7 separate regions of the Mus musculus genome follow, and regions 1, 3, 4, 5, 6 and 7 are each linked to region 2. Evidence: chromatin contacts called from public HiCAR-type, HiChIP or PLAC-seq and promoter capture Hi-C data. All regions are on one chromosome and are shown on one strand. The core of a region is the stretch at or near the end of the contact, and the rest is flanking DNA. Distances in the headings are between cores, read along the strand shown.

Evidence for each region. Promoter capture Hi-C pulls out the DNA fragments that hold promoters and counts their contacts. HiCAR-type assays count read pairs that join an accessible place to other places. HiChIP or PLAC-seq counts read pairs in DNA pulled down with a chosen protein or histone mark.
Region 1: a contact with region 2 is called in a HiCAR-type map of astrocytes, with 9 times the contacts expected there. The contact joins the promoter of Zfp451 here to the promoter of Ptp4a1 in region 2. A contact is called at or near these places in 6 of 39 promoter capture datasets (the C10 cell line, cranial neural crest, frontonasal cranial neural crest and 3 more), 7 of 115 datasets of contacts at active chromatin or transcription factors (astrocytes, embryonic forebrain, embryonic limb bud and 4 more) and 1 of 9 other capture datasets (adipose tissue).
Region 3: a promoter capture Hi-C map of pre-B cells shows a contact between it and region 2. The contact joins the promoter of 1700001G17Rik here to the promoter of Ptp4a1 in region 2. A contact is called at or near these places in 13 of 39 promoter capture datasets (the 3T3-L1 cell line, the C10 cell line, the HPC-7 cell line and 10 more), 5 of 115 datasets of contacts at active chromatin or transcription factors (astrocytes, cardiomyocytes, extraembryonic endoderm stem cells and 1 more) and 1 of 9 other capture datasets (liver).
Region 4: an H3K27ac HiChIP or PLAC-seq map of differentiating embryonic stem cells shows a contact between it and region 2, with 15 times the contacts expected there. The contact joins the enhancer-like site here to the promoter of Ptp4a1 in region 2. A contact is called at or near these places in 7 of 39 promoter capture datasets (cranial neural crest, frontonasal cranial neural crest, liver and 3 more) and 4 of 115 datasets of contacts at active chromatin or transcription factors (differentiating embryonic stem cells, epiblast stem cells, forebrain and 1 more).
Region 5: a contact with region 2 is called in a HiCAR-type map of astrocytes, with 9 times the contacts expected there. The contact joins the promoter of Bag2 here to the promoter of Ptp4a1 in region 2. A contact is called at or near these places in 7 of 39 promoter capture datasets (cranial neural crest, frontonasal cranial neural crest, hippocampal neurons and 3 more), 2 of 484 Hi-C or Micro-C datasets (the G1E-ER4 cell line and cortical neurons) and 3 of 115 datasets of contacts at active chromatin or transcription factors (astrocytes, forebrain and large pre-B cells).
Region 6: a contact with region 2 is called in a HiCAR-type map of astrocytes, with 7 times the contacts expected there. The contact joins the promoter of Rab23 here to the promoter of Ptp4a1 in region 2. A contact is called at or near these places in 14 of 39 promoter capture datasets (the 3T3-L1 cell line, the C10 cell line, cranial neural crest and 9 more) and 5 of 115 datasets of contacts at active chromatin or transcription factors (astrocytes, embryonic forebrain, epiblast stem cells and 2 more).
Region 7: a promoter capture Hi-C map of hematopoietic stem and progenitor cells shows a contact between it and region 2. The contact joins the promoter of Bend6 here to the promoter of Ptp4a1 in region 2. A contact is called at or near these places in 9 of 39 promoter capture datasets (cranial neural crest, hematopoietic stem and progenitor cells, hippocampal neurons and 5 more) and 3 of 115 datasets of contacts at active chromatin or transcription factors (astrocytes, embryonic forebrain and forebrain).

What each region holds. Positions count from the first base shown.
Region 1 is chr1:33,813,187-33,816,182 of GRCm38.p6, reverse strand. It overlaps Zfp451 (zinc finger protein 451), which reads left to right and starts at 1,588. Exons shown (of 15, transcript NM_133817.3): 1 at 1,588-1,845; 2 at 2,373-2,456. The coding sequence starts at 1,825.
Region 2 is chr1:30,948,155-30,951,507 of GRCm38.p6, reverse strand. It overlaps Ptp4a1 (protein tyrosine phosphatase 4a1), which reads left to right and starts at 1,753. Exons shown (of 6, transcript NM_011200.2): 1 at 1,753-1,959. It overlaps LOC115487084 (a long non-coding RNA gene), which reads right to left and starts at 1,637. Exons shown (of 1, transcript NR_164183.1): 1 at 170-1,637.
Region 3 is chr1:33,668,104-33,671,155 of GRCm38.p6, reverse strand. It overlaps 1700001G17Rik (RIKEN cDNA 1700001G17 gene), which reads right to left and starts at 1,332. Exons shown (of 1, transcript NR_033199.2): 1 at 444-1,332. It overlaps Prim2 (DNA primase, p58 subunit), which reads left to right and starts at 1,362. Exons shown (of 14, transcript NM_008922.2): 1 at 1,362-1,532; 2 at 2,136-2,298. The coding sequence starts at 2,145.
Region 4 is chr1:33,737,670-33,741,069 of GRCm38.p6, reverse strand. It overlaps Rab23 (RAB23, member RAS oncogene family), which reads right to left. Exons shown (of 8, transcript NM_008999.4): 7 at 2,690-2,782; 8 at 1-1,817. The coding sequence ends at 1,678. Among named protein-coding and RNA genes, the nearest start is that of Bag2, 18 kb to the left of the region's middle. Within about 2 kb of position 1,564, at least 51 of the 459 cell types and tissues checked have an H3K27ac peak or open chromatin away from gene starts, as enhancers often do. A contact at or near this core is called in differentiating embryonic stem cells and epiblast stem cells, where this site is marked.
Region 5 is chr1:33,755,976-33,759,340 of GRCm38.p6, reverse strand. Bag2 (BCL2-associated athanogene 2) reads left to right here and starts at 1,591. Exons shown (of 3, transcript NM_145392.2): 1 at 1,591-1,762. The coding sequence starts at 1,650.
Region 6 is chr1:33,718,479-33,721,869 of GRCm38.p6, reverse strand. It overlaps Rab23 (RAB23, member RAS oncogene family), which reads right to left and starts at 1,974. Exons shown (of 8, transcript NM_008999.4): 1 at 1,697-1,974; 2 at 171-262. It overlaps Gm32229 (predicted gene, 32229), which reads left to right and starts at 2,024. Exons shown (of 4, transcript NR_157041.1): 1 at 2,024-2,090.
Region 7 is chr1:33,906,316-33,909,527 of GRCm38.p6, reverse strand. It overlaps Bend6 (BEN domain containing 6), which reads left to right and starts at 1,907. Exons shown (of 7, transcript NM_177235.3): 1 at 1,907-1,962. Dst (dystonin) reads right to left here and starts at 1,303. Exons shown (of 103, transcript NM_001276764.1): 1 at 1,076-1,303; 2 at 495-529. The coding sequence starts at 1,256.

The sequences.
Region 1 (2,996 bases), core at 339-2,838, 2.9 Mb before region 2:
ATCTTTATACCAATAAAGACACAGGAGGTATAAAAAAAAACCCTTCTAGCTCACTCAGTGAGGTAATTTTATTTTCTGAACCATATACAAAACATCTATTTGCAAGCCCGATTCTACGATTCTACAATGAAACTGCTGGCTTTTCAGAAATCTCTCTGTGTCATTCTTCCAAGCCAGTCTACCTTTTTCTTTAGCTCCTCCAAACCCAAGAGGGCTCCTTAGCTTCTTTCCTAGAATACTGTTTTACCTGTGTCCTGCCAGCTGCTTCTCTGTTGTTCCTGCAAGCCCAATCTCTGACCCCAGACAAGGGGGAAGAGAAGGGAGGGGGAGAGGGAAAAGGAGAGGAGGAGGGGAAGAGAGAGAGAGAGAGAGAGAGAGAGAGAGAGAGAGAGAGCTCTATCACAGGTCCAATTTTCAATTTTGCTTATATAAAAAGTATCTCCTCCCCTAAACCCTACACAGGCTCCAACCCTGTCAGTAAGGTCTGAACCATTTTACATTCACAGAAGGGTAGCTAGCGGCAACTGACAAAGGAAATATCTATTTAACCTTTTTTGTTTGTTTTTTGGTACAGGGTTTCTTTTTGTTTTTTTGTTTTTTTTTTTTTTTGAGACAGGGTTTCTCTGTGTATTCCTGGCTGTCTTGGAACTCTCTCTGTAGACCAGGCTGGCCTTGAACTCAGAAATCCGACTGCCTCTGCCTCCCAAGTGCTGGGATTAAAGGCGTGCGCCACCACCGGCCCGGCTCGGTTTTATTTTATAAGAGTCCAAGTGTATCTTGAAAAATTACATTATACCCCTGGGATTTAGCTGCTTTTACTTTCCCGCTGAACTCTGTACTCTAGTTTTACTCCTTGCTCCTCTCTCTGGTCCTTGAGTGAGACTGAATATTTACTAGCACCGGGAGATAGAAAACATGAGAGAGATTGAGTAGCTCAAGTGCTTCAGGTCTTGGACTTCACTTAAACCTATCCATCCATCTATCGATCCATCCTTCCTTCTGGCCCGAAACAAAGACCACTGAGCATTGCTTTCATAGCAGTATGATCACTAAAGGTCTGAAAGGGTTAACTGACATTACTAGGACTGTTTTGCCCACACCTCTGTGTTCCACTCTCCAAGTAATTAACCTATCAACTCAACCTAGCCTGAAAAGAACAAGGGAGAAACAGGAAAGGCTAGGGGCAGCCCTCTGGAACCTTATCAGTAATGCTACTTTTAGTTTACAGGAACCTGTGGACAACAAGGAAGCCCCTTTGTGAGACTTCTGCGAGAATTAATGACCTCTCAGGAATGCCATATATAAGCTCTTGCCCTTGCTTTGCCAAGATGTAATTGGGAGGAAAAAGTCTTCCATGTTTTCATCTGCCTTGCTTGTTGCCAGTGGGGCTCTTTTCCTGTCAGTGTCTCTAAGTGAAAGGCGGCAGCGGAACGAGAATTGGCGTGGACTCAAAACTACATCAAGACCCTCACCACCTCCTCCTGCCATCTTCCGGAGATGCAGATGAGCGCCGAGCTCCGGATCCTCGCCACCTTTCCCCGCCACGCGGTCGTCAGCCTCGAGACCGGCGGAAACTACGACTCCCAGAATCCCTCGCGGGGCGGGAGGAAGGCGGGGAGCGTACAAAGCGGCGCTGGAAGCTAGCGGCAGTGAGGCCGCGCTTGGGGTCCGGCAGCTTGGCGTCCCCGCGGCCTGAGGCGTCAGCTGCGTGGGCGCTCACGCAGGGCGGGTCGCGCGGCGCCGGGCGAGAGGGAAGTCGTGGCGGCGGCGTCGGGAACAGCAGCGGCGGCGGCGGGAGCGTGGTGCTGACAGGCCGTGGGAGAAATGGGAGACCCAGGGCCGGAGGTGAGTGGTGGCGGCCCGGGCCTTGGCTCCGCCGAGCCCGACCCCGAAAGGTTTGGTTTGTCTTCTCAGCTTTGGGCTCAGCCGGGCGGCGGCCTCGGGCGAGTGCGGGGCCTCCGGGCCTGGTGCACGTCTGCGTGGAGTCCTCAACAATGGCGGTCCGGCCGCCCCCAGCCCCTGGCCGCCCTAGCCGAAGCAGCCGCAGCCCCGAGGGTGAGAAGGGCTTGGAGGCAGGCTGGCCTTGTACTTGAAGCCTGCATCCCCGACCCCGGGGGTTTAGAGCCTGCATCCCTGCCCCTGTAAGAGGCGGGGAGGGGAATTGTGGCAGCTCGCCTGGGAAGCTAGGTCTCTGCAGCTCCAAGACGGCTTAGCACGCCCGGCCTCCTCCATGCAGTTCCCTGGGCTGGATTTCCGCTTGGTCCTGCTGCTTCCCCTCAGGGGCTTTTGTCTTTAATCGATCCTTTTGGGGAGAATTTCTTCCTGCGATCTTGTGGCTGAATCGATAAGCGTGTTTTGGCTTTTGTTTATAGATAATAGAATCTGTCCCACCAGCTGGGCCCGAGGCATCAGAGTCTACCACGGATGAAAACGAAGATGACATTCAGTTTGTTAGTGTAAGTAGAGACAGACAATCGCGGTTTGCTGGAGTGAAGTGTGGTAAGCCATTGTATGATTAAGCCCCACCAGACAGGCAGTCATCACTCAACAGACTCAACAGATAGTCATGAATGGCGAATAGCTGTCGCACACTGATGCTGGGGACTTTCACCCTAAGGGATACCTCAGTGCTTGGGGCTACCTGAACAATTGGAGTAGGCATCCGAATTGTTTTGTGCTTCCTGGTACTGCCCAGGGCTTAACTTCTGTCCAAGAAAGAAGACACACAGGACTAGTTAATGCCAGGAGGTTGGAAGTAAGGCCTGCAAAGAACATTGCATCTTAGCATGATGTATCCTCTAATCGCTGAGGACTTCCCTAACGTCTGAGGTCATCTTGTTACATCACAGAAAATTGTTGGTCACAATGGGGAGGCCTGTGTCACCTGAAACACTGCTGTTTTTCTACATTTGTTCCTTTGGGGAGCAGGTGTTCTCCAGCGTTGAGTGGAAGCTGTAAGATCTGGGCCCCCTCCAGATCTGTTGAATCAGAAATCC
Region 2 (3,353 bases), core at 504-3,003:
AGTACCATACATCAGCAAATATCGTCAGCAATTACGGGATCTGTGGATTACACAGCTCACAATTTGCATCACGAGTTCTACAAGGAAACCAAGACACTGATTTACCTTTGCTTGCTATTTGCTCAGTTATTTTAGCTCACCAAATTCCCCTTTGGAAAAGGTGTCATTATTTTTGTTTTACAGTGTTGACCAACCTTTGGAATAGGGGAGGCAGATTTAATATGCCTAAGTATGTTATTAATACAAGTTGGCCAAGCTAGTCACTAATTATTCTGCCCATGTTTTTCCAAAGCTTAAGTAACACTTACCCAAAGTCACTGGTCATATGAAAGGTTTTAGTTCTGTAATACTCAATCTGTCTTCGGTTGAGTTTCCTGGTCTGCTCAACTTCACTTTACTGTTCAAAGACTTTTCTTTTAATCTCCCTGCATTTTCTTAGGACTTACATAATTTAATTGTTACCTCACTTTACCTCTATTTGTGAAGGGATCTATGCTTCAAGTTCTTGACTTTAAATGGATCCCTGGCCAAGCAATTTTTAATGACGATGAGTTGCTTTTTGTTGTTGTTGTTGCTGTTATTAAAGGTCTGCCCCCCCCTTTTTTTAATGTACTTACGTTGCTTACAGATTGCATGTTTATAAGACATTTAAGTAACTATGCAAGGAAGTCTCTAAATAGAAGTGCTAATAAATCACAAAATTCGGTACACAATAAGAGAGAGCACAACTTATGATTTCTCCGGCCTAATGTGCAGAAAAACAGGGAACAAAAGGCCTCAGTGTTATTGGAAAGCTGAGTTCTCCAAAGCAGGTAAAGGTCCTGTTTACCTGTCCTAGACAAGCGAGCAGAAAGGGTTTTCAGATAAAAGCTGCCCTTGTATGATCAGAAACAGCTGCACTCAGGCTTCACTTAGAAGCCTAGATTAAAAGGACACTGGAACAGGACTGAAGATCAACAAAAGGGGAAAGCTTAGCTTTTGACGCAAAAACTTACATCAGCCCTTGATAAAGCCGAAGATTCTTAATTTAAAAAGAAAAAGAAAAAAAAAAAGCTTCCCCTTAGCAAAAGCTAACCTTTCATTATCTGAGAATGAGCAGCAGTACAAAGGATGCATGTGATTTCGAAATGCCACAAACGAGCCAACTGCAGTTGCCAGAATCAGCAGTTTAGGGGTGTAACCTAAAAAGAAAGGGGGTGGGGGGAGAAGAAGAAAGGCTAGGAAGCAACTAGGCTTCACGTGCCTCGAAAGAAAAAAAAAAAAAAAAATAGGGACATTTCCTGGGTTCCACCGGCTAATCTCTGCGGAGAGCCTTCCCACACGTGGAAGTGCCCGTGGTGACGAGAATCCCTAGTCCCAGACTAGGGCCGGGCTCTGGAGCGGTGAGTCAGCCGCCCAGCGGTCATGCGACATCAATATGGAGTGATGACGGAGATCCCCGGGCGCAAGGGCCAAGGTAAACCGTTGGCCAGCGCGACAGAGCTATGGCCTCGGGCTACAGGGTTCCGCCCGCCGGAGAGGCGTTCCAAGTTGAGGCGAACTCGCGGCTCTAGCGACCGGAGCGTTTGGTGGCGAGGACCAGCCAGCACACCGCGCCATTCATCAACCGGTTCGCACCGGTGGCGGCTGCCCCGAGTGACGTCTGCGTCCCGGGCCCCGCCTCGAGCCGCAGGCGTCCCGCGCCGTGATTGGCTGCCGCCTGTGCGCACGTCGCGCCGGCTATAAAGGGGCGGACTTGTGACGCAGGGGCGCCTGGGCGCGCGCATTGGCTCTGGGCTGCGGCCGGCTCGGCGACGCTCCTCGGGCAGCTCACTGCATGGTCGTCTGGTGCCCCCGCCGCCTGCATCCCCGCCGCCGCCCCGCGACGCCCACCGCCGCCTGCCCTGCCGCCGCCGCCTGCGCCGCCTCGGGACCGGCTGTATGATTAGGCCACAATCTTCAATGAGTAGACATATTCCTGTGAGTACCGCGGGCCCGGCCTTTGTTAGAGCGAGCGACCGAGGAGGGAAAGGAGGGTGGCCGGGCGACCGAAACGCCGGCGGCGGGGCCCGGACCCGGAGCGACCGGCAGGGCAGCCCAGCGGCTTTGTGCGCGTGCCACCCTGCGGCCTTTGTTCCGAGAAGCCGCGCGGGCGTCGTGGACGTGGCCGGGGCGGGGCGGGGCTGCGGGGGGACCGGGACCGGGCGCCCGGGGCCTCCCAAGATGGCCTCGGTGGCCGCCCGCGCTCGCCACCGTGAACCCGTGATTGCGGACCTCGCGACTGTGCGCGCCGCTCAAGCCCGGGCTTGCCGATCGCCGCCGGGCTTCGGTAGTGGCGACCCGGTCGGCGGAGGGGGACTCTGACTCGGCCCCGAGGCGGGCTGCGCGTGGGGCGGTCCGCTCTTGGGCTGGAGCAACAGGAGCTGCTGGGCAGAACTGCGCGGCTCCTGTTGAGCGAGCAGCCCTGCACCATTCCACCGCTGGCGAGCTGAAATTTCCACGGTGTCGGAACGGTCTGTGCGGTGACCAGAGGTCTGGATTCCGGAGCTTAGGGGTCATGAATCCTATCCTGGCTTGCTTTTTTTAATTATTATTATTATTTTGCTGTTTGCTTCGTGCCGGCTAAAACGGTTGGAAAACCAGAAAATCGCGATCTGTTCCCGGAAGGAAACAGCGCTTGCACACGCGCTAGATTGGGCGCGTTACCTGAAACCTGAGTGTATTTGGAACAGAATTGGATAAAGCAGATGATCCCACAGACTGGTTTGATTCTAGAGTCTGACAGACTGAAGCTAATGCTACACACATACACACACACAAATGATCCTTTTTTTTTTTTTTTTTTTTTTTTGCTTATGGTGCATGCAATTAAAATGGGACGATCTCGTCGTGTATCTTGGCTGCCTATCATGTTGAGGTTTTGCCTGTGAGGGAGTGGGAGGATATTATTAAGAAGGATTTCGGTGGTCTCCACTGTTTTAACAGAAGTGTCCTCCAGCCACTGGGTGGCTCCACTCATTTCAAAGCAGTTCAGGAAAATTTTTTTCTTGCTGCCCTCCAGCTTCCTAATGGAACTCTTTAAAAGCTATATCGGACCTGTGTATGAATGTTCAATAAAGTGCCAAATTAACAAAAACAAGGAAGAAAAAAATTTAGGACCATTTTATATACACGGGCAAAAGATTTTTATATATGCAATATATATACATATGTATGTATTTATATATATATGTATATATATAAATAAATAATATTTTTGAGATTATTGGAGGGAGTCTGCTCTCTGAAGTATTAATCTTTACTGGTAATTTACACTGGGTTTTTTAACGCACTGAATAGATGTACTTTGTGAGGGCACGTGTCGGGAATAAGTT
Region 3 (3,052 bases), core at 83-2,582, 2.7 Mb before region 2:
CCGCCTGCCTCAGCCTCTCAAGTGGTGGGATTATAGGCGTGCGCCACCACGCCCAGCTTTATGTTTTTATATATTCAGATATTTAGTTTTGTTTTCTTTTTATTCTTTGTGATTTCACTTAAATTTCCATGGTGTCCTCATTCTAATCACGGTATCTCTCCTTCTGTGCTTCAGCCCCCCCCCCCCCCCACACACACACACAAGGCAGTTAATATATTTTAGGAGTGTCTATGGATTTGGTGATGATAATTGTATATAGGCCACAGAGGAGAAGTGAGTACCCTACTGTCATACGAAAGAAATCAGGCCAGTGAGGTTGGCAGAATGGAGTCCCCTGTCAGGAATCCTTTGGAAGTCACCGTTCTTTTATGTGTAAATTGGGGCTAATTAACTAGAGTCTGTTTTGTGTGGCTTGAGAATAAAAATTGACAGATAAACAGGTTCCGTTTCAAGGGACAGCCGCCGATTTAGTCTATCTTAGGTGGGTACTTTGAGGCTTCAAAGTACTAGGATATACTATGCATTTCTAAACCCGACCACTCCCAGCCCCATCCCAGAGCTTGTGGGTGGCTTTTGTAGGGGGACACGCCGCCTCGAACACACTGTAGACCGCAGCGGCCGTCCAGGCTCTTAGGACGCCACCTAGCTGGCCTCGCTGTGGTCCCGGAGCGCTTTTTGCTAAGTCCTGCAGGTTCCTCCGCTCCCCGAAGTCTATGCTCGCTCGCGTGTTCCCTGGCGAGCATCGCGCGGGGACGAGCAAACCGACGTCATTCTTACAGCTCTTTTCTCGTCCGGAAGATGAAGGCAGCGTTGCTAACAACGAGGAGGGACAGTCCTTGTGTCGTGGGCAAAGCGGACACGGCGGCTCCTTCCCACCTCCTGGAATGACAGAGGGGAGGCCACCCCCGGTAAAGCGCCCGCAAGCTTCCGGAGCCTCAGTTACCCTGACTCTGGCTGCAGCGCGGGAATGTTTGCCGTTTGCACTGCAGCCCCAAGCCCAAAGGCGTCTCCGCGCAGAGAGGGCACCTGGGGTTCTGGAAAACAAAAACAAAAAACCCAACAAAATCTCCATCACTTGCATTCAAGATATCTTAGGGCGGGTGTTGCGGCTCAGCCTAAGCCCAGCACTTGTGGGAGGTTGAGGCAGGAGGATCGCCACCAATTCCAAGTTAGCCTGGGCTTCGGTGCGAGACATGGTCTCAAAAGAACTCACATCCGTCAACAAAACAAAAAACAAAACCAGCATCAAAAAGTCGGTCGGCGTGCAAAACGCTCCAGACGCGCACTACCTTCAGTCGCTACCGCGCCACACCGCGGTGGGCGGGGCGCCAGGGGGTGGGACCTCTGCGCATCACTTCCGCTTCCCGTTCCAAATGAACTCTCCCGCCACTGGGAGAGAGCGGCTGTCAGCGCGGGTGTTTCTTTCAGCCTGGCTGCTGGCTGGTTAAACAATCTACTGCGGCTTTATTTGGGACGGAGAGAAGCCGTGGAGTTGGAAGCTTGTGAGCTGACCTGGTGGGACCGAGTGACAGGTGGTGTCGGGTCGGAGGGAGGCTCCGGGTGGGATGGCGGGGAGGGCGGCCCGGGAAGGCGCTGGGGCCGGAAGGGAAGTTAAGGCACTTTTGACTATTCTGGAAAGGCTGGATTCCAGAGTTAGAAGTACGAGAAGTAAGCCTCTCATCTAGGTAGAATCTACTTTGCTTTACCTTGATTTCAGGAATTTAACACCCCCCTCCCCTCAAACCTCATCTTGTCTTGGGTTCGCACATGCCTGAGGGTGGCAGGCAGCAACACTTAGTGATCACTCTTTGGCTTACAAGGGCCACCGTCTACATATACCCCAGTTTGAGCCCTTCCCACATTCGCCCCTGTTATTACAGATGTGTATAGAAAATCTAGACAACACAGCAGGGTCTAGGAATAATCCCTTTAAAAAAGTCTGTGCATCCAATATTTTGTGTTTCCATAAATATTTACTCTATTGACTCAGCCTTTTTCCGTCATTTTAACATATATATTGCGTTGCCACCTAAGCACTATATATTGCAATATATACTATATAACATATATATATAATTTATATAATATATAATATAAATATATATTTATATAATTTATTTCACTGCTTTCAAAAGGTGGTCAAGATGCAGTTCTCAGGAAGGATCCGGAAGAAGCTGCGATTGGCGGGTGACCAGAGAAATGCTAGTTACCCTCACAGCCTTCAGTTTTACCTGCAGCCGCCTACTGAAAACATATCGTTGACGGAGTTTGAAAACTTGGCTTTTGACAGAGTTAAATGTAAGTGGCATTTAAAGTCCAATGTTTGTGTCCTTGAGAAGTGCAGTTATCACACGATGAATAAAGGCAGTTCCTCTTTGTTCAGCAGCCCATTCAACATCCGTTGGTGATTTGCTGTTGAAGGTTTGTCATTCACTTCTTCACTGTAGTATGCACATTGAGTACTCTGCTTCCAGGTGGCAGGGACTTTGTAATGAGTAATGCAATTAAGGTCTATGTTGAAACTGTATTTGCTATGTGGAGACAGACGTGTAGAGTTAAAATCATACATCAGATTACTTTCTGCTTTGATAGAAGTAAATATTAATGCCCCTGGAGTGTAAAAGTGAGAATAACTAGCTTAGTCTACTTAAGGAAGGTTTCCTAGAGAAGTTGGAATTTGGTCTGGTTTCTGAAGAAATGAGCAGACAGTAGGGATTTCCCAGCAGAAGCAGTGAAGGGCTTTTCCAAACTGTGATAATGGTCTCTACAAAGGCTTGCGGCTGTGAAAGAGAGCTATGCTTCCGGTGTGAGTAGTTGAGGGAGAGTGGAGACGTGTGGACATTTGAAGGCATATTATAATGCGCAGGACCGAGGTGTGAGAAGGATGCAGCCACTGAACTGGAGGCCTCTTATCCTTTGTGTGTGAGAGAAGAAATGAAGGAGCTAGCTATGAACTGAGACAAATACAAGCCCTCTTAGAGTTTATGTTCCAGAATATTCTTGCTGGAGTAATCAGGAGATGGGAAAACACTGTTCATTTTTCTTAGAGCAG
Region 4 (3,400 bases), core at 315-2,814, 2.8 Mb before region 2:
CAACAAATTTACTTTGTGTAAAAACTGAGGAGTCTGTGTTTGAAGAGGAAAAAAATCACGTCTCACAGCAGGCACCACTGTGTGGATCCAAGTCCCCCACCTTACCCTGCACCAGGGGCGCTAACAGCTGACCACACAGATGATCCTGCCTGCTTGGGATGCCAATGGGAAAAGCAAGCATGTGGACCACCATGGAGGGAGGGCGCTCAGCGACCTCTGCTCGCAACAGGAACCTGTGCTGGGCAGGATGGGTGGTACGCCAAGGGTAAACTTTAAAGAAAAAAAAGACAAGAGAAATATAGGAACTATTTATATATTTTAGTAAAAAAAAGAAAAAAAAAGAAAGGAAAAGCACACGTTCCAAGAAATATCACTTTTATATATTTTGAAGTACATGAAAACCAGGACTGTGGAAACGGGTTATTGATATTTTCTAAGTAAAATGACTGATTAAGGATAATGAGTTTTTAGTAGAACTCATGATATTATCTCTTTGGCAGGCAGGCTGGTGCCCAGCTCACACGTTTCCCCTTCTTTCCCATACCGGGTCTTTACAGGCGCTTCTTACCGATCGTTCCTGATAAGGTCCACGTACACCAAAGGCCACAGAAAAACTTAAGCAATAATGGTAAATGCTATACTAAGAGTGTAAACAAAAGGATGCCTTAGAGTTGCAGGGCTTCAGAAAATCTGTGATCAGGACCAAAGACCATCACTCTGCAAAGATGGTCCCCTTCAGCTTGGAAGTTCAGAGTTTGGTCTCAGGTCAGCAGCCAGAAGCTGGTGTGCACGCGCTCCACAGGGCCTTCTGAGTGGCTGCAGGCTGCTGTGTGTACCGGGCACATTGCTTACAGTGGCTATGGAGAAGGCTCTGGGAGAATCCCAGGAGGGACAGGCCCGAGCAGTCAGACATTTACATTCCTTTCATCTACCTGTCGGAGAGGAAACTGCCTCTACAAGATGTCATAAATACAAATTTGAATAGGAAAGTAGTGTAAAAATTAGCGGTAGTGTTTGGCACACTTGGGTCCAAGTTCTTTCTGTAAAGTATGTCCGGACGCCTCAGGTGAGACCAGAAACATACGCAATGGTTGTACGAGCGAGCGAACTGACTAGAATCTGCATCCCCTTTCCCAGGGCACAGGCCTACTGCCTGAGCCAGGAGTCTGCATGCACACCCCCACAGTCCGCACATCACGGATATTGCACGAGTACCTCTGACAACACACACACCAGGGCAGTCTGACATAGTCCGGGTTTCCCTTCCATATGTTCTTTAAGCATTCAGACTGAACATTCCAGAAAAGCTCGACGCCCAGTGTCAGAACAATGCTTGCCATCCCTCATGGTCCATCAGGGTAAAATGGTTACCGATGTAGTTAGTCATGTTGTTTTTGTCTTCAGAATTTAAAATTCAGCAAAACCTGTTTTTGACATTTCCACTGGTGTCCGTTCAAAAACAGGAGAAGCCTCGTCTAAGGTAAAAAACTAGAGTGAGTCCACAGAGCAGTAATTCTCCAGCAGAGGGCGCCATCTACATTCTGAGGAGCACAGCAGAGCAGCGTTACAATGTCAGCTTTCAGAGCGTGGTGAGAGGCCCACGACACACGCAGGACAGCCCGCACACAGTGCCGTTAACTGCACGGTGCAATTCAGCTTTGTCCTCCATGAAACAGTTTAGGGTACACTACAGCTGCTGAAAGGGTTTCTGGTTCTCTTGGTCCTTTGTTTGTTAGGTCTAAGGTTGATGACATCGCCACCATTAAGGGAACTTGAATTCTGGCCCAAGTGACTTCTGACCGATGCATTAAAGACACCTGTGTAAATGAGGGAAAGCACAGTGACTGATCCGCCTCCACGTCACCTGTCATGTGTTATCATTGATAGTAAAGTGGGACAGAGAAGCCAGTACCTCTGTTGTTTCTGTTTCTGTTTCTTACTGCACTAGAACAGAGCGCTCCTAAGCAGGAAGGTCAGCATCCTATCACGCAGTGCTGCTATACTGACTGCTGCTAACCATCTCCAGGAACTCTGCACCCTGAGGCTAAAACCCCAGACACCAGAGACCAGTGGGTGAGAGGGGAAGCTATCATAGCTGCACCTTGACATGTACTGTGTGCACAATAGCACTGCTAACTCATGAACTACCGAGCATCAAGATACACAAAACCTTGCACCATCAAGGAAACAGACGCTAGGCCAGTCATTGCCGGTGGGAAGCTGTGGTCTAACAGGTGATGCGCAGTATACTGGCAAGTGGTGCCATACAACAGTGTATCATCTTGCTCTGGTTTCTGGAGACAAGGTCCTCTTGTGCAGCTTAGTCTCATCTTGCTGTCAGCATGCCTAAGCAAAACGTACCCGTGAGGGACCACAGACCCAGAGGATGGTCAAAGGCAGCTCTAACCGCACAGCTCCTAAGAGAGGAAGGAGTGCGTACAAAAGGTGGGAGTGCACCCTCACTGTGCCCGCCTAGTGTGTCCAGCGAGCCTCTGAGGCCAAGACAGCATCGAACAACATCAGTAACAAATCCCCTTTTAAAGAGAGAGCTGATAGTCACCGAGCTCAGTAATCATGACTTAACCCAGAGTTCTTACAGAAATGAGCCGGTTACACAATAGGTGCAGCAACAGTAAATGGAGGGCCGGGTCAATGCAACGCACAGGCTGGGTTCTTACCACGCACTTACCAATCTTGTTACTACTTGAGTGTGTCTGTTCTGGATCTTCGGTTATTTGTTGTTTGAGTTTTTGTAGGTGTTTCTCAGCCAAATATTTAAAAACTAGAAAACACACACACAGTCAGTATGACTATGCAAGTAAGTCTATTTTCAGATTGCAATATTTATACTTTCTAAATTAATTTTAAATTACATTAGATGAAAAGAATACGATTTAGTTAAAATTCAGCTTTTAGAAATTATTTGAGTGCTGGAGAGATGGCTCAGTGGTTAAGAGCACTGACTGCTCTTACGAAGGTCCTGAGTTCAAGTCCCAGCAACCACATGGTGGCTCACAACCACCCATAATGAGATCTGATGCCTGACGCCCTCTTCTGGTGTGTCTGAAGACAGATGCAGTATACATACATATAATAAGTAAATATTAAAAAACAAAAAAAAAGGAAGAAATTATTTGAGCAGTCCCTGAGAAGTGCAGTGCAGTGGAGTGCCCAGTGGAGGAACATCGAGTGCACTGTACAGGCCACCCCACCCCCACCCCCCACCCCCCCGCCTCTGCTGTCTGTGAAGCAGAATTATGCTGAACACATGGCCACACTACCCTGACCCAGCCTCTTGCTTTGGAGACAAGGCCCAAGCTGGCCTGAACTGCCGCCTGTACTTCCTAAGTGCTAGGACTATGGGCATGCACCCAGCACACCCTGCTTCCCTGCTTCAGTA
Region 5 (3,365 bases), core at 342-2,841, 2.8 Mb before region 2:
AGAGTGAAAGAGCCCAGGGTGATTCTAGGCTAGGTGACTAAAGATTACCTGTTTTGCTGATTGTGAAGCCAAACTAGGCACCGCCAGGATGCAAAAGACAAAGATTTGCAACCTGCACCAGGCAGGAAGAGTTCCAGAGCCATTACCAAAGCAAAGCTCTCCACAAGCTCAGGTAGCACTGAGGGATTTTTTTTTTTTTTCTTTCAGGAATCCTGTACATATTCATGAAGGAACATGCCTATTCCAAAGCATGCTCAGTTTAAAGTCATAATTTATATAAGGAAAAGAGCATAGGCGTGTCATTAGACAGGAGCATATCCGTAGTAACTTAGACTGGAGATGCCTCTGTGCGTGTTCAACGTGTGGAGACATTTAAACAAACATATGAAGATCCCTGCCATTTTAGTTACTTTCCTACTGCTGTGATAAAACACCTCCACCAAGACAACTTGTAAAAGAAAGCATTTAATTGGACTTAGATACAGAGGGTCTGAGTCTATGATGGCTGCAGAGACATGTCCTGAGCACTCAGATCTCAAACCCAAGCAGAGGCAGAGAGACACTGGGAATAGCTTGGTCTTCTGAAACCTGCCCACGGGGAGTGATACACTTCCTTCAGCAAGGCCACACCCAGGCCTCCCCAGTGTTCAAGTGCTAGAGAGCACAGATGGCATCTCATTCAAACCACCACATCTGCCTGGCCTCGTTGCCAACCTAACAGAGCTATGTCTGCGGCCACTTTTATTTTTCCTTTGACACTTGCTGAAGCTACCCAGCCTAGCCTTGAATCCACCCTGGCCCACGTTACACAACTTGTCAGCCTCCAGAGGAGCATTAGACCTGAGACCTGCCCAAGTTCAGACTTTCAAGATGTCCACAAAATGTTCAGATTTCACGGTTGTATCGTGAGATGACAGTGTTTAATGAAGCCAAGATAATCCACCGTTTATTAGTATTAAGATGTGTTCGGGGTGTGGTGGGGACAGGATTAGAAACTGTACTTAAGGGGCTTGTCTCTGTTCAGTAATCTAATGGCTTTGAGTTCTGGGTAAAGGATGTAAATGTACTTTGTTTCCCATTTTCTGTACCCTGTACACTGAGAGGACAAAACACAACTTTAAGATGCGGCTTCGTATTTCAGACCTACTGACCTCTGCAGCTTCTGACATCTAAGCCTACTGAATATCATTCGCAGAGGGTTTAAACAAGTTATGTGTGATAGTAATAATCCTTTCATTGGAAAGGGGAGACAACACGGATCCACTTGGCTTCTCCTTATTTGGAGCCTGTGGTCTAGGCTTTCCCTGTCCTCTCCCGAGCCTGCCTGGTCACCGGACAGGTCGAACAAGTAGAGACTGCCCTAGGGTGCACTGGATTGTCTCCTCTTCTCACGGGCTGCACCCACTTCGTCCTTGCTGTGAACCGTGGGTGCTGGGAGGACCGGCCGAGGCCCTGGGCGCCGGGGCAGGGTCCCCCACCCTGGCGTGCCCGCGGCTGCGACCGCGCCTGCCCTTGTTTGGCCGCACGGCCTCGGGGGTGGAGAGCCGGGGAGGTGGGGGCGGTGCCGTCCGCGTCAGCGGCGCCCGTGGTGACGGCGACGTGCGGCTCGCGCCACTGCTGCCCGCGGACGCCGAGGACCCCCGGAGCTCATGGCCCAGGCGAAGATCAGCGCCAAGGCCCACGAGGGCCGCTTCTGCCGCTCGTCTTCCATGGCCGACCGCTCCAGCCGCCTGCTGGAGAGTCTGGACCAGCTGGAGCTCAGGTGAGGGCCGCGGGGCGCGCACAGGGGCGAGCGCGGGCGGGGGCGCGCTCCGGTTGGGCTCCCCTCCCCCGGCCCGGCAGACTGGCGAGCGAGTGCGGCTTGCAGAACTTCCAGAATCTTCTGCGCGGTCCCCCTCTGCCTTTAACTTTTCTGCTTCCAGGAGGGAGGCAGCAGGTTGGTGTGCCCCCCCCCCCCTCACCCCACACTGGAGTAAGTTTCTTTGCCCCAGATCACTTCATAGTAATACAAGTGTAAGGGAGGGGGGGGTGGTAGTATCCAGGACGGCCCCTCCTGGGGATCATCGAGAATCGGACTCATGAGAGACCGCGCGAGGTACACCGAAGTTGGATACCATCCTTCATTCTCTCAACCACGTGCAATGCCCTCTGCAGTCTGTCCGTGTTTGTTGTACATTTAGAAGACACGGCTGACACCTTGGAAGTGCCAATCGCAGGCCCGAAAACACCAAAGGCAGGAGTCACACTCTCCCTAAGATTCTGACACGGGGACAGCCTTGTCGTAAAATTTCTAACTCATGAATACTACTAACGAATGCTGTGAACACTTGGTTGGCTTTAACCACGTGAGCCTTATGTATCTGGTGGAAATGTTAATGTCTTCAAAGTTGTGCAAGTTTTGATCATGTGCAGGTGTTCCATGAAAATCTTATCAAGATGCCCTGACACACACGTTGTTCCCTAGTTTTCTCCGGGTTCTGCGTAAGCAGAACACTATGACCCAAAATTATAAGAGGGAGATGAATCTCCCTCCACGCAGCCACCAAACACAGGGAAGTGTGTCTGCACAGGAAAAAAAAAATGCAAGCAGTGTTCGTTACACGGGAGGCGCTCATTACTGTTACTATTAGGAGAAAAGAGCCAGAAGGTGAGAAAACTTTCACTGACTGTGGAGTAGCCACAAAAGAAACCTGAACCCTATATCCCCCAACTCCGGGAGACAAAGGGACCTGCGCTGTGAAAGGGGGCGAGAATGTTTCCTTGTGCGAGGTAGGCTCTAACCTTTGACAGTATATTCCCAACTGCTCCGATTTTTTTTCTTGAAAGGGTTCAGGAAGTTGTGACTCTTCAAGCTGAGTCATTGTTCTGAACCTTTACTTAATCAAGCCTGTGTGCCGAGTCCTTGCTCTTCTCCTGGGGGCCTCTTGAAAGTCTGGAGTTTGCATAGACATTCTAGTGTCTGATTACTATCAAAGGAATCCTGACTACCAAACATAAGCGATTAAATTACGTTACTTATTAACAGTTGCGCTGAAGGGGTTTTATTTCTGTGTTTAATGGTTCAAGGCCTTTACCAGTAACTGCAGAGTTCTGTAAGTCTTGTTTCTCCCTTAAAAATGTAATGAGCACTTAGAAGTAAGTGTGTCAGAAGGGGCAAAGAAATAGAAAGAGATGCTGCCTGGTAAGGCTTAGGGGCCCTTTTTAGAAGCCATCTGGACAGTGCCACAGAGCATGACAGTATTCAAAATTAGACTTTTTAAAAATGGGGACGATGCTCCTGTGACTTCCCCCTAGCTTTCTTAGTGTACACGTCTGAGGACAACAGTGGACGGGGTACTACCGGAAATCACTGGATTGTCGCCAGT
Region 6 (3,391 bases), core at 725-3,224, 2.8 Mb before region 2:
GCAAATCTAAATCTAGCAAGAGTGGTGGAGAATGCTGTTATTCAGGGTCTCACATGACGGACTGAGGCCAGAGAGCACCTGGGAGCTCCAGACCAGTGTGGGCTACACAGTGAAATGCCATCTCAGAAAAAAACAGAAAAACAATAACAATACAAACCTACACTCCTTACCAAGATCTGACCGTGTTCATCCAGCTTGTGTTTCACACTGGCTCAGTTTTGGGAAGTCGACTTCCTCTTCTCAATCTAAACAATTCTTCACCCTACAATTAACGTTCAAAAACAAAACAAAACAAAAAACCCTCAATAGTATCAACAACAAAATAAGCCATCTCCCCAGACCTATAACAACTCAATTCATAATCATATAAAACTGAAAACTCCCCAAATGCCCTTCAGTGGGCGGATAATATAATTGGCTATGTTTAGCACATCTACCTAATTAAACAGGGAGTAGAAGGAGAAAAGGGCTATCCACACAGGAAACTGTGGAACAGATAATGTGGCTTAATTGGTACACTGTTTGTCTAGCTCCACAAGGCCCCGGACGCCATGCCTAGCAGCCCGCGGCGCACACACACACACACACACACACACACCTGGCATGACGGCACATGTCTGTCATCCCAGCACTAGGGAGGTAGAGGCAGAAGAATCCTAAGGTCATGATTATCCTTGCTACTGGAGCAAGTCTGAGGCTAGCCTGGACCACCTGAGATCTTGTCTCAAAAAGATATGAAGAGCCTGTCCCCCCAATAACCAACAGGGCCGCATCTTGAATCTCAAAGGTGTTTATATATAGTCATGGAAGACAGTTATCAACATCTCAAACTGTTACACTAAAATGGCATTCTGAAAACAGTGATTTCTAGGAATCAGGAATAAGAGGTAAGATATAAAGAGACAACATGAGGTTTTAACAGGTAGCAGGACTGGTTTCATATCCTGACCAGATATATGAATCTAAAACTCTCCAAATGGTTATTTGGGTTTTTTTTTTTACCATATGGAAGTTAAAAAATAAAATTTAAACAAAGATGTGAAAGCAGATCGTAGCGTCGGGAATTACTGTTAAGATTCTCAGAAACTAGTTACAACACTGCATCCCAGCCTTCAGGGGGAAGAGGCTCTGAGTTTGAGGCCAGCCTGTCTACACAAGTTCCAAGCCAGCCATGCCATCACAGGGAGAGCCTATCCCAAATCACACATGCTTTTAAGAAAAAAAAAATGCAAAAAATAAGTATGTTCTTTGAAAAGCACAATGCTACATATAATTAAAAACCGACAGTAATTATCAATGTCCTCTCTTCTCGGTTTCAAATCCCTTGGCAACCAATGCAGACTCTCGCGTAGGCAAAGGAAAGGATGGGTCAACTTGCTAAAGAAAGGCTTGCCGGGTTTGTTTTTTCCTACAGCAACCCGCCCGTTACAGAAGGCACTGGGATCGTCCCAGGCGGAGTCGCGCAGCCCTGTGCGTCCCGCGCCGCGCCGCACCCGCATCAAGTTCTCCCACTCTCGGGTTCCCGCTCCTGGGAAGCCACGGCGGTTGGTGAGCGAGCCGCGGCCGGGGTCGTCGGCGCGGAGCGGTCCCCACGAGGACGCGAGAGCAGAGCGCCGCCCGCAGCCGCCGTCCGCGCCCACAGCGACATCCCGGCGGCACCGCAGCCCCGAGCCGAGGCCGCGCAGGCCGCACTCACCTCTGCCCGCAGCCCGGAACCCTCAGCGCGGAGCCCGCAGCCCGGAACGCACAACCCGCAGCGCTGAGCCCGGAACGCACAGTCCGCAACACCGAGCCCGGAACGCACAGCCCGCAGCACCGAGCCCGGCTCCTCCCCGCGGACGCCTCGTACCCGCTCCGCTCTTTCAGAACGATTATGAGTCTCTAGCGAACTTTATTAGTATCCGGGTTCACCGAGCTACTCCTTGCCGACGCCGCCGGGGATGGAGGGCGCGCCGGACTCCCGCCCGCCGCGCTGAGGAGCATGCGCCACCTGGTCTGCGCATGCTCAGCACCGGCCCCGCCCTGCGCTGGCAGGGAAGGCGCGGGCTGGGTTTGCACAGCATCAGGCCTTGGTACCCAAGGAGACCAAGGTGAGCAGGATGTGCTAACCTACTGAAGGTGTGCCTTGTTTCCCTACACAGGGTCAGGTATCCGGGGGCCTCAGAAGTCTGTCACCACCTGAGACTCACGTGGTAGCACTGAAGTGTGAAAAAAAAAGTGATGAATGAAGACAAATAATTTGTTTGCAGGGTATGACTGAACAAAATAGAAGACCGTGATGGCTAACAACTCAGAAAACTAACCCACAAATTTAAAAAGGTCCTGCAAAAAAGCAAACTCGCTTCAAACGCGGCGTGGAAACACACGTGTGTGATCCTAGTACTTGGAAAGATGGTGTGGCATGAAGATCAGGATTTCAAGGCCAGCCTGAACTACAATAAACTATGTCTCAAAATACATAAACGTTGGTTGTTTCTGTATGCATCAAAATAAAACAGGGGAGGGTGATATAAAATACCAAGTGTTGAAAAGAATGTGAATTAGCTGAATTTGTGTGCTGGAGCAACTCCTTTGAACGAGAAGGAGAGTTTGTTACATTTGTGCACCCTGTGATCCACCCATTCCTTGGTCACACAGCTGATAGGAACTGTCCTTATGATATACAGGCAAACAGATGTCAGGACACCCATAGCTGCATCTGTCCTAATACTCTCCAAATGGAAATAACCCAAAAGATGTCAATGAACTAATACCTCTCCGTTGTGTAATGGAACCACTACACAGCCATGAAAAGGAGCCTCTGCAGCTGTAAGCATTAACAACACACAATGACAGAAGCTTAAGGTTAAAACAAAGTGCTGTACACAAAAGCACACACTGCATGCCAAACCCATTGTTTTCTCCTTCCTTTTTAGTTTGGGGTTTGTTTTTTTGTTTTTGTTTGGCTTGGCGTTTGGTTTTTGTTTTTCAAGGCAAAGTCTGGTTATTTATCCAAGACTGGCCAAGTGCAGCTAAGGCTGAATTTCAACTCACCACCCTGCTGTGTCAATCTCTTCAGTGCTGAAATTACAAGGCTGTGTCATCATGCCAAGCGTTCAGTTCATTTCCGTTGTTGCTCAAAACTCTTGACACTGAAAGTTCTCTGAGTGGAGCTGGAGAGATGGCTCAGTGGTTAAGAGTACTGACTCTTCTTCCAGAAGTCCTGAGTTCAATTCCCAGCAACCACGTGGTGGCTCACAACCATCTGTAATGGGATCTGAAACTCTCTTCTGGTGTGTCTGAAGACAGTGACAGTGTACTCTCACACATAAAATAAATCTTTTTTTTTTTTTTTTAAGTTCTCTGACTTAAAGGTTTTGTGCAGTCATAGCAGATGGGGGAAAAAAAGCCT
Region 7 (3,212 bases), core at 658-3,157, 3.0 Mb before region 2:
AAGTACACACTCTGGCGTATCTTCTTCATCAACATTACTATCATGTAAAAACCATCCTGGGCAGCAAACTAAGCCCGTAGGGATGTCACCTGGAGTCTCAACTGGAGTTTGCTTCAAACTCTTCGGCAATAACGACCTAAGTGGTTTACACTGTGGTTTAGCTACCGACCTCCGGAAGCAACCAGGAAGTGCTTCCACCACAAGTGCAGATTGTAAGCTAAACTGATATCCATTCCCAGACTAAATTCTCTCTTTTAGGGGCTGCCCCTCCCACCTCTTGTAACGCAAACTCCACTACACTAGACACACACAAACACACACAATGCGCCCCAGGCGTGACTATGGAATTGCTTAAGAAGCATGTCACTTTGGGCTTAGGGACTGCAGGCTTCCCATTCGGTGCCCTACTGGCTTTTTAAACACGTATATGATTAATGCTGGTACTCAGGAAAGAAAGCTACTCTGACCTTGAGAGTGTGCGCTAAATAAATTACCTCAGAGCGAAAGTGATGAGATCTCAGAGCAGCATCTGGGGAGAAAAGAGGGAAAACGAGACTCCGTTAACTCCTTGTTCTCAGCCTAAAGAGTTACTGATCACTTACCTGGATTCGGGAAAGCACATTCTAGGTGTCTCTCTCCAATTCCGTGGGCATATTGGGGCGGGGCGGAGAGAGTATTGGACCATCTGTCTCTAAGGTGATTTCTCTGCAAGAAGTTCCAGCAAAGTTGGGAGAGGGGAGCCCATATCATCACGCCTTACTTTTTTATTCCTAAGCTCCAGCAAAGGCTTGGCAAAGATACGAGTACCTCAGCCCAGGACTCCCCTACAATTACCTTCTGGGCTCTAGCAAACTGACCCTAAGAATCGGAGCCTGATCCTTCCTTCCAGGACCTCCGAATCTCCGTGGTTATCCAAACCTGGTGACTCAGAGGATGGAGGTGAGGCCAAAGGGCCAGGGCGCGTTAAATAAATAAATGCACTTAGCTTGAGGAGTGGGCACTGAGTGGGCAGAAGAGGCAGAGAAGGCTTGAACCTCGCTTCTGCCCAGAAGAACCCAGCGGCGGCGTGTCTTACCTCTGCTTCTGGAACGACCCGAAAAGACCGATTTCATCGGATGTCTCCCTTTCTGGAGCTTGCGGTGCCAGCAGCAGAAGAAGACGATGGTGGCGACGGTGCCCAGCAGGAGCAACAAGAGGAAGAGAGCACATTGGATGCTGTAGGGTCTCAGCAAAACGAGGAAAGCGGCGGCGATCATGGTGCGGGCGAGGCGGGGGGCCGTGCGGCGCGGGGCTAAGGCTGCAGAGCGCGCGGGGCGCGGGGCGCGGGACGCGGGGCGGGCGCGGCGGACAGGGGCGAGCGCGGCTCAGCGCGTCAAGCCCGGCGCTCGCGGCCCCGCGCGCGGCCCAATGGCTGCACACCCCGCGCCGGCCCCGGAACGACTGATGGAGAGCAGCGGGCAGCTCTCGCCATGACTCAGCACGCGGCGCAGCGGCGAGAGCCGCGCCCCTCCCTCCGCAGGCGCCCCAGCCCGCGCGCAGCTCTCGGGCTCAGCCCCGCCCGGGACGCAGCCGGCTGGGAGCATCATCGGGTGGCCGCCCGGGGCCTCGGCGTCCTGAAGCCGGCGCACGTGGGGCGGGACGGGGCGCGGCGAGCCGGCGGGGGGCTCGGTGGGTGACGTCACGGGCTGCGGCGGCAGCGGCGGCGCGGGTGCGGGCGCGCGCGCATGGCTGGGGCCGGGACCGAGCGGCGCGCGCCCTCCAGCAGGTCGGTTCGGTGCGCGCGCGGCCCGCCAGGCCACGCGCCGGGCGGCGGTGCGCGGGGACCCCCGGGTTTCGCCTGTGTAAGCCTCCGCGGACCTTCTGCTGGAGGCCGACGTCAGGGGGCGCCAAGGAGCCGGGGGGAACCCGGGCTCCCGCCTCCCTGAGCCCGCCCGGAGGCTGGGGCTCGGAGGATGCAGCAGGGTGAGCTATTTGGTTTGGGGGCGGGGGTAGTCCCTGCGCATGGAGGCGCGAGCACCTGGAAGGGCCATCTCCAAGCTGGTCCAATCTTAGGAAAGGCGGCACGCCGCGGTCTGCAGGCTTGCACCCTACCACCCCCAAACTTGGTGCTGATTCTCAGCCCAGACGTGAGCTCTGCCACGGTCAAAGAACCCTGATTCATTTATTGGCTTTGTAGGGAGAGGTGATTTTAGATGTAAGGATCTGACATGATGAAGGATGAAGGAAGTTGGTGATTGATTGGCCTGTAGATACTGCAGGAGAAATTTTTAGGCACTGTCAGACAACGGCGATCGGTCACACTCGGGTACACACCCTTCTCCCCTTTGCCGTTTTTTTCCAGCTTCCCTTACATTCCGTTACAATCCGCAAAAACTGTATCGCAGTTGTGGGCTGGACACTTGACAGTGATCGCTGATTCGGTGCCAACGAAGAAGGCAAGGCGTGAGCGCTGCGGTGTGCTCTTTTGCGGAGGGCCTCTGCCACCTGGCGAGAAAGCCAAAGCTGCAGTGGCCGCCTGCAGCGTGTTGCGGCCTTAGCGGGCCAGTGCAGTGCTCTGCCCTGCTTGCCCCTAAGGCAAACTGGCTTTCCCTGTGGGAGTTGGATGATTTGTTTTCTTTCATTGACTTGTATTTTTTAAATTAACTATATGACATATGACAAATGAAATATTACATTTGTGCAATTTCTAGTAACTGGCTTGAAACTAAATAATTCGTAAAATTCCAAAAGTCAATTGAAGAATCGATAGGAATGTGTGTATTGTTGTCTAACTATATGAAACCAACTGTTCAGTTCTGCAAAAATGTGTAGCCATTAGTGACTGATAGGTGAATGATGTATTATCAAGTGTGAGCATTAAAAGAAATGCGGAAAGATGTTGCTTAGCCCTGATGCCAGGTTCATAAGCACGGAAAGCACAGGAAAATGTGCTCTTATTTGCATGTTGGCCTCCTAAAACAAATACAGATTGCTATTATATGCCACTCATTCTGTTGTTTGAGGCTGAGGATGGAAAGCACCTTGCTTGCCGACACTGAGGAAGGTGAGACTCTTGACTGTCAGACTGCGGGGAGCACTGGGTGCCAAACAGGCTTCACGGGTCCCTGGCAGTCAGCAGAGCTGTCTGGAACTTCTGCATCCCGTGCACAGAGCTGAAGGGCTCCTGACACTGCAGCCCACTGCAGTAAGAAACTGTATTCCTATCTGCTATG